2 separate regions of the Mus musculus genome follow, and region 1 is linked to region 2. A link is a contact called in public HiChIP or PLAC-seq data. All regions are on one chromosome and are shown on one strand. The core of a region is the stretch at or near the end of the contact, and the rest is flanking DNA. Distances in the headings are between cores, read along the strand shown.

Region 1 (3,035 bases), core at 243-2,742, 35 kb before region 2:
CTCTGAACTCTATCTCTGTACTATTTAGATTTTTCTGTGTCCCAACTTTATTTGCTCTTGATCAGTCTTGATATGTTGGGCAAATCTGTCCCGAATTATTAACAATACTTCTTGAGAGCAAGGACTACACAACAGGGAAATGTCAAGGGGACAAAAATCTTGAATTTAATGGTGCCAAATGTCAAGAAGAAAATACTTCCACCAGGGCCTCATCCCAAGGTTACACAAAGATAAGAGGGCTCAGGCAAACATAGAAGCAAAAGGTCTAGCTGTTCCCAAAACGCAAATAAACATTTATGGAACTAATATATTTTATTATAAGAGTTAACATAAAATAATTATAAACAAGAAGGAAAATAATAAACACTGTAATTAAAAAACAATTCAGAAGGCTATAAATCTACACAATGCAGATGAAATTTTATATTCTACTACCTCCTCTGGCTTTTATCCAAGAACATTTAAAAAAAAAGAAGAAGGAAATACAAGAAAAATGACGTGATGGGCTTTTAAGAGAAAAAAATAGAAGTTTCATAGTCTATGGGGATGTATATATACTCGGGTATAGTGCTTTACGCAATAGCCACAATCCTCTTTCATCCTGGGCCTTGGGATCCTCTCAGGAACTGGAGATACAGCACGATTTGGGGTCTCTAGCCACTATAGCACAGAGTACTGCCTTCCCCAGTTACCCATATTTTGGGCCTCATGTAACAGTTGCAAAGAGTGGGAAACAGGAATTAGTTGGCTGCACTTTGCTCCTAATTAATTTCAGGGGTGGCTTGAAGGCTCGTTTTATGTGGCTTGTGTTTTTTGAGACAATCTCACTGTTTAGTTCAGCCTGGCCTGACACAAACAAGCCTGCTTCCGCTTTGCGAGTAGCTGGGATCTTGGGGTGCGCTCTGCCACAGTAGTCTAGGAAATTTCAAACGTATTTAAGTCACATTTATCAGGGTTCAGGCAACTGGAACTTCAGCTTTCTTAAAACTGAGCAACTCTTGCCCCGGCTTGGAGTCCCAGTGGATTCTTCCACCAGGAGGCACCTGTAGTGTCCCGCTGAGCGGCGGAACCTTACACGGGAACAGAAAATAGTTCAGGTTTTGGGCAGAAGATGGCAGCATATACTGCTGTATTTCAAATGCCCTGGGTTCTTGAATGAAGCAAATGAAGGGGGCGGAGGGGGGTTGTAAAGGAGTAGGAATAAATAGAAATTTATTTGGGTTTTATATAAAAACCCCCTGAATATTGTGAACGGGTTTTCATTTGTCCAAGACTCAAAAACTGCTCAAATGCTCCGCATTCGACATGTTCTAAGTTCTGAGACATTCTAAAAAAGCTGTCTTACATGGTCACCTTGCGCGTCCCCGCAGCTCAGACAGCAGGGGCATCACCCCAGGGCACCAGGCTGGCCCCTATATGTGCCCTTTCACTATACCTCCGCCCCGGGTTTATTCTCCCAGATCCCTCCGCCGCCATTACGGGACAGACGCATCACTCCCCTTCTCACTCTGCGTGCGTGCGGGCTGCTGGGCAAGTCTCTCGAGGGGTCGACGGAGCCGGTTTACCTGAAGTGGCAGGTAGGGGGCTTTGGGACGCGAGGGGACAGCTTTCTGGGGTCGGGGCGCATGGAGAGAGCAGCCAAGCTGAGTGAGGAGAAAGAGGGGCGCTAAGGTGAGGTGCGGGGAGAGAAATCAAGGAGGGAAATAAGAGGGGAGGGGGTCAAGGCGCGAACGGAGAAATGGAGGCGAGGGCCGGCCAGAAATGGAGGGGCGCGGCGACACACGGGAAGGGGACAAGGTGGGGGAAAGTAAGGAGTGACCCGGCCCAACATGGGAAGAAACTTAGAAAAAGACGCCCGGTGCCCAAAATAGCGGGAAGAGCGGGAGACGCGCGGCGAGGGAGGAGAGGCAAGGCCCGGGGGAGCCCGCAGCGCGGACAGCGGGGGACCGGGAGTGATGGCGTCGAAGGGGACTCGGGGCTGAGACCCGGGGTGGGGAGCGAAACAGAGCTCAAGAGGAGGGGGCGGAGGTGACAAGTGAGGAGGAGCGGGCTCGGGCCGCTGGGGACTCGGTTCTTGGGAGTTTGGAGTTGGGGCATTTCTCAGGTGCTTGTGTTTTCTGGCACTTTCTGGGGGGTGGCGCCGCCGCCGCCACAGCCACCGCCGAGGCCTCGACACTTGGGTCTCTTGGCGCTTCCCAAAAAGAAAAAGAAAAAAAAGGAAAAAAAAAAAAAAAGAAAAGCCGGGCTGCATGGCGGGGCGGGCGGGCGGCGGTTTAAAGGGCCGCTCTCGGACGGCCGCCCGCTGACTCGGTGGCTCTCGACAGGGCCGCGAACGCCGGCGCTCCGGGGGACACCCCCCTCAGCGAGCGGTGGCGGTGGCGGCAGCGGCCCCGGCGGCGACCTTTGGCCCACTCGGGAGAGCCCTCGAGACCCCGTGCGGTGAGGGGGCGGGGGCGCTGCGTGAGTCTCAGGCGCGGTGGGGGCGGGGAGACGGGCGGACAGATAACTGCCGCCGGCCGGCCAGGGCCGGACAGGAGAGGAGCGAGCGGCTCCGCGGGGGACACCAGACGACAGCGGGAGGCGCGCGCTGCTGGACGTCCCGGCCATTCAGGCGGTGAGCGCCAAAGCCACCCAGCGCTGCTGAGGCGCGCGTCGCGGGGGAGCCGCTTGAGGCGGGCTCCTCAGGAGCACGGGCGTGCGAGTGAGCGGCCGGCGGGCGGGCGGGCGGTGTGGGGAGCGGAGGGAGGAGAACTCCGCGCGCCAGGGGGCCCCCTCAAGCTCCGGCCGGGGAGGCGGCGGCGAGTGGCAGAGGCGGCGGCGGCGGCGGCGGCGGCGGCAGCGCGTCCTCCGCCTGCCCCTCGGGGCTCATTTACATGCTGTCACGGCCCCGGCGCGGACTCCTGAGCTCGCGGCTAGCTCACACGCTCGCCCTTGGGCCACCGGCCGCGGCCGCCGGCGCCGCCACCGCTCGAGCCGCGGAACCCCGCGAGCCGGGAGAAGCGGGGCTGCCGCCGCCGAAGGGCGCGCGCGCTGCG
Region 2 (2,854 bases), core at 271-2,770:
TGCTTAAGTAATCAATGACCTAAACACCAGAGATACTCACTTTAAGGATTTAAATCAGTGGGAATCAGTAAACTTGGTATGTATTTATTGTTCAAAGTCACCACGTTGGACTTCTTTGTCCTTCAGCCAAATTTCACTGAGTACTAATGAGCAAAAAATGTGAATGGTCTTGGAGCTGGCATCTCAGAGGTATTGTTCTGCCCATCATCCCTGTCCCACTTAACATTATGGTTCTACCCTGGCCAAGATCTCGAATCTTCCTTCCCAGTCTTCCCTTTCACCTTCCCTGAAGCTTCTACAAAGGAGAGCACTCTTCCTCTTAATCACAAGTGGCTCTGAAGCATAATGAGCATACACTTTGTTTGGAACCAGACCTGAATCCTTAGTCAGTCACTTCCTAAACCTGATACAACTTTTAGTTATTCACTCTCTGAGCATCAGCTTCTCTCTGTGTGAATTGAAATGGTACAGATAATATTAACCATAAGACTTTGGGAGGTCTAATTGTGATTACATATGTATTATACATAAAGTGCTTTGGACATTATTCAGTACAAAGCAGATACTCAATGATCACTAGCTGATGATTTTTATTACTATTCCTCTGTATTTGTGTGGTAGTGGAGGGAGTTGGTCCCACACAGATGGGGTGATAGAGCTGACTTTATGAAAAACCAGACACCCTGACTAGAACACTTTGAAGACCTTTCAAGTAATTGCATTTGTCAAACCCTGGCAACTACAATCTTGAATGGAACAAGGAGCAATAAAGTAGAGCCTAACTCTCAGTTCAGTGCCTGCCCGATCATGTCTGTCCCAAGTAATTTCTCCTTTGCGACATAGACTACACTGGCTCCTAAGTTAGGGGCCAAATGTTTTCTGGAAAGTTCACCATAACATCTCTAACCTGACTTGCTTACTTCCCTCATTTCGGGTCTCATCTGTTTCAAGTTTCCTTCCTGCCCTATGTGCTAATAATACACATTCCTTGCCACATATTTCCCAGTGTGTGCTCAAGTTTAAGTACATCTTAAAGTACCAGGAATATGACTCAAAAGGAGTACTACTTCTATCACTGTCTGTTTATGAGAGAATGTGAGTGTGTGCCTACAGCCTTGGAATGCCAGTTCCTCTACATAGTAAACTTTGTGACCACAAAAGTTTCTTGTTCCTAACCCAACTACAGATTGTTTAACCTGCCATTAGCAGGGAACCTCTGGAAATAAGGAGGCCTACATGGAATTGATTTTGTCTTTACAAATGGAGGTTTGAGGGACTTGATTCCTCTAGATCCCTCAAAGAGTACTTCTAATGGTTGGCACCACCAGCATTCAGCTGTGAGGAGCAAATGGCAAGAGGGAAGAGATTTCAGGTCTGCCTTGGCTACCACTGATTTCTTATTTCCTCTCCTTTTCTAGTTTGAGAGCATTTGTTGCTGTCTGAAGGACTGGGCAGTGCCAACACCACAATAAACAGCTTGTCCAGTACACACAAGCTCTTTGGACCCTGAAATGTCAGCTGGCCAACTGGCGCACAGCTAGACCCTGCTGCGTGCTGTTTGCATCCGGCCCCAACAATGCCACTCAGCACTTGTAGAGCCATGTGTCATAGCAACAAGGCTGGGAGTAGGTTACCCACAGGGACCTGGCCATAGCTCTGAGAAGCCAAGCTCAGAGACCATACTTAGGGCCTCAGATAAAAATGACTGCCTTAAAGATCCAGATCTGCTCATCTTAGACCAGCTGTATGGCTGGTCCTTCTCCATCCTGTCTCAGACTTGGCTCTTTGGATAGCAGACAGACAGACTCCCTATGCCCCATATGGCTGGGCTGCTGACTGGTGTTGAACAGAAATGTCTCACCCAGTGAAAGCTTGTGGAGTGTGGGATATGTGCCTCCAGGGTGGTGCAGACTGAGCATAAAGGGCAAGAGAGGAAAGAAAGCGGCAATGGGGTCTGGTGGCAACAGTGCTAGGCCAGGATCCAGGAAGCCTGGGCTGTGCTCCCAGCCTCTGCCACCAACTCCCTTGGTGTCCTTGAGCAAGATCACCCAGAGGGCAGGGTTGGGAGAATAGGCACAGGGCCAAAGCCTTGCCTAGGAGATGAGCTGCAAAACCTTGTTCATACAGCTGAGAAGTGGAGGTTAGGTGTTTAATCAGGAAGTTTTATCCAGCTACCTCATTGCCATTAAGTAACCTGGATGCATTTTGACAGTTAACACAACCAAGCTTGAAGGTCCAGAAGACATATCAGAAAAGATGGGTAAATTCTTTAATTTTCTTTGGAAGTCAACAGGCAGAGATCTGTGCTGTCAGAATGGCAGAGAGTACAGTTGTTCCTTATCCATGCAACTCGTTGATACTGTCTTAACTTCTGCACCTCACAACCACACAGGACATCTTCTCTGGGACAGTAAACTTGTACCTGGTTCTGGGAGTTTATATACAAGGAACATCTCCTACCTCATTTCAGGTACCTCTGTCCCAAAACTCAGGTACCCACAGCATGGCACATATTCAGTCCCAGGACCTATTTGACATCTCATCTCTTTGAGTTTCCTTTCAAGCAGGAGATCTGCTATTTATCAAGTCCTGTGGGTATTCCATGGAAATGAGCTCATGGGGTGCTCTAGTATTAAACTGCACAAAATACAGTTGATAGAATTATACCAGTATCTGCTGACACTCAGTAGATATTCAACATGTATTGTCAAGTGAATGCAGTCTAGAATAAATTTGTAATACTCTTGTATAGAAAGGTTGTATCTACTACTACACATTCCAGGAAGACAGACTTCTTTCCATGGCAGAACCAGTTCAGGGGGGGTGAGGACATGAAAAAAAAAAACCCTGCCAG

What was found. HiChIP or PLAC-seq counts read pairs in DNA pulled down with a chosen protein or histone mark.
Region 1: an H3K27ac HiChIP or PLAC-seq map of hepatocytes shows a contact between it and region 2, with 3 times the contacts expected there. The contact joins the promoter of Tsc22d3 here to the enhancer-like site in region 2. A contact is called at or near these places in 13 of 39 promoter capture datasets (the 3T3-L1 cell line, 3T3-L1-derived adipocytes, the C10 cell line and 8 more), 63 of 484 Hi-C or Micro-C datasets (3T3-L1-derived adipocytes, 8-cell embryo, the AML12 cell line and 40 more), 7 of 115 datasets of contacts at active chromatin or transcription factors (bone marrow-derived dendritic cells, bone marrow-derived macrophages, cardiomyocytes and 4 more) and 3 of 9 other capture datasets (adipose tissue, liver and pancreatic islet).

Annotation. Positions count from the first base shown.
Region 1 is chrX:140,598,979-140,602,013 of GRCm38.p6, reverse strand. Tsc22d3 (TSC22 domain family, member 3) reads left to right here and starts at 1,492. Exons shown (of 4, transcript NM_001077364.1): 1 at 1,492-1,577.
Region 2 is chrX:140,564,112-140,566,965 of GRCm38.p6, reverse strand. All of the region lies in intron 2 of Tsc22d3 (TSC22 domain family, member 3), which reads left to right. Among named protein-coding and RNA genes, the nearest start is that of Gm39538, 31 kb to the right of the region's middle. Within about 2 kb of position 1,520, at least 20 of the 459 cell types and tissues checked have an H3K27ac peak or open chromatin away from gene starts, as enhancers often do. A contact at or near this core is called in hepatocytes and liver, where this site is marked.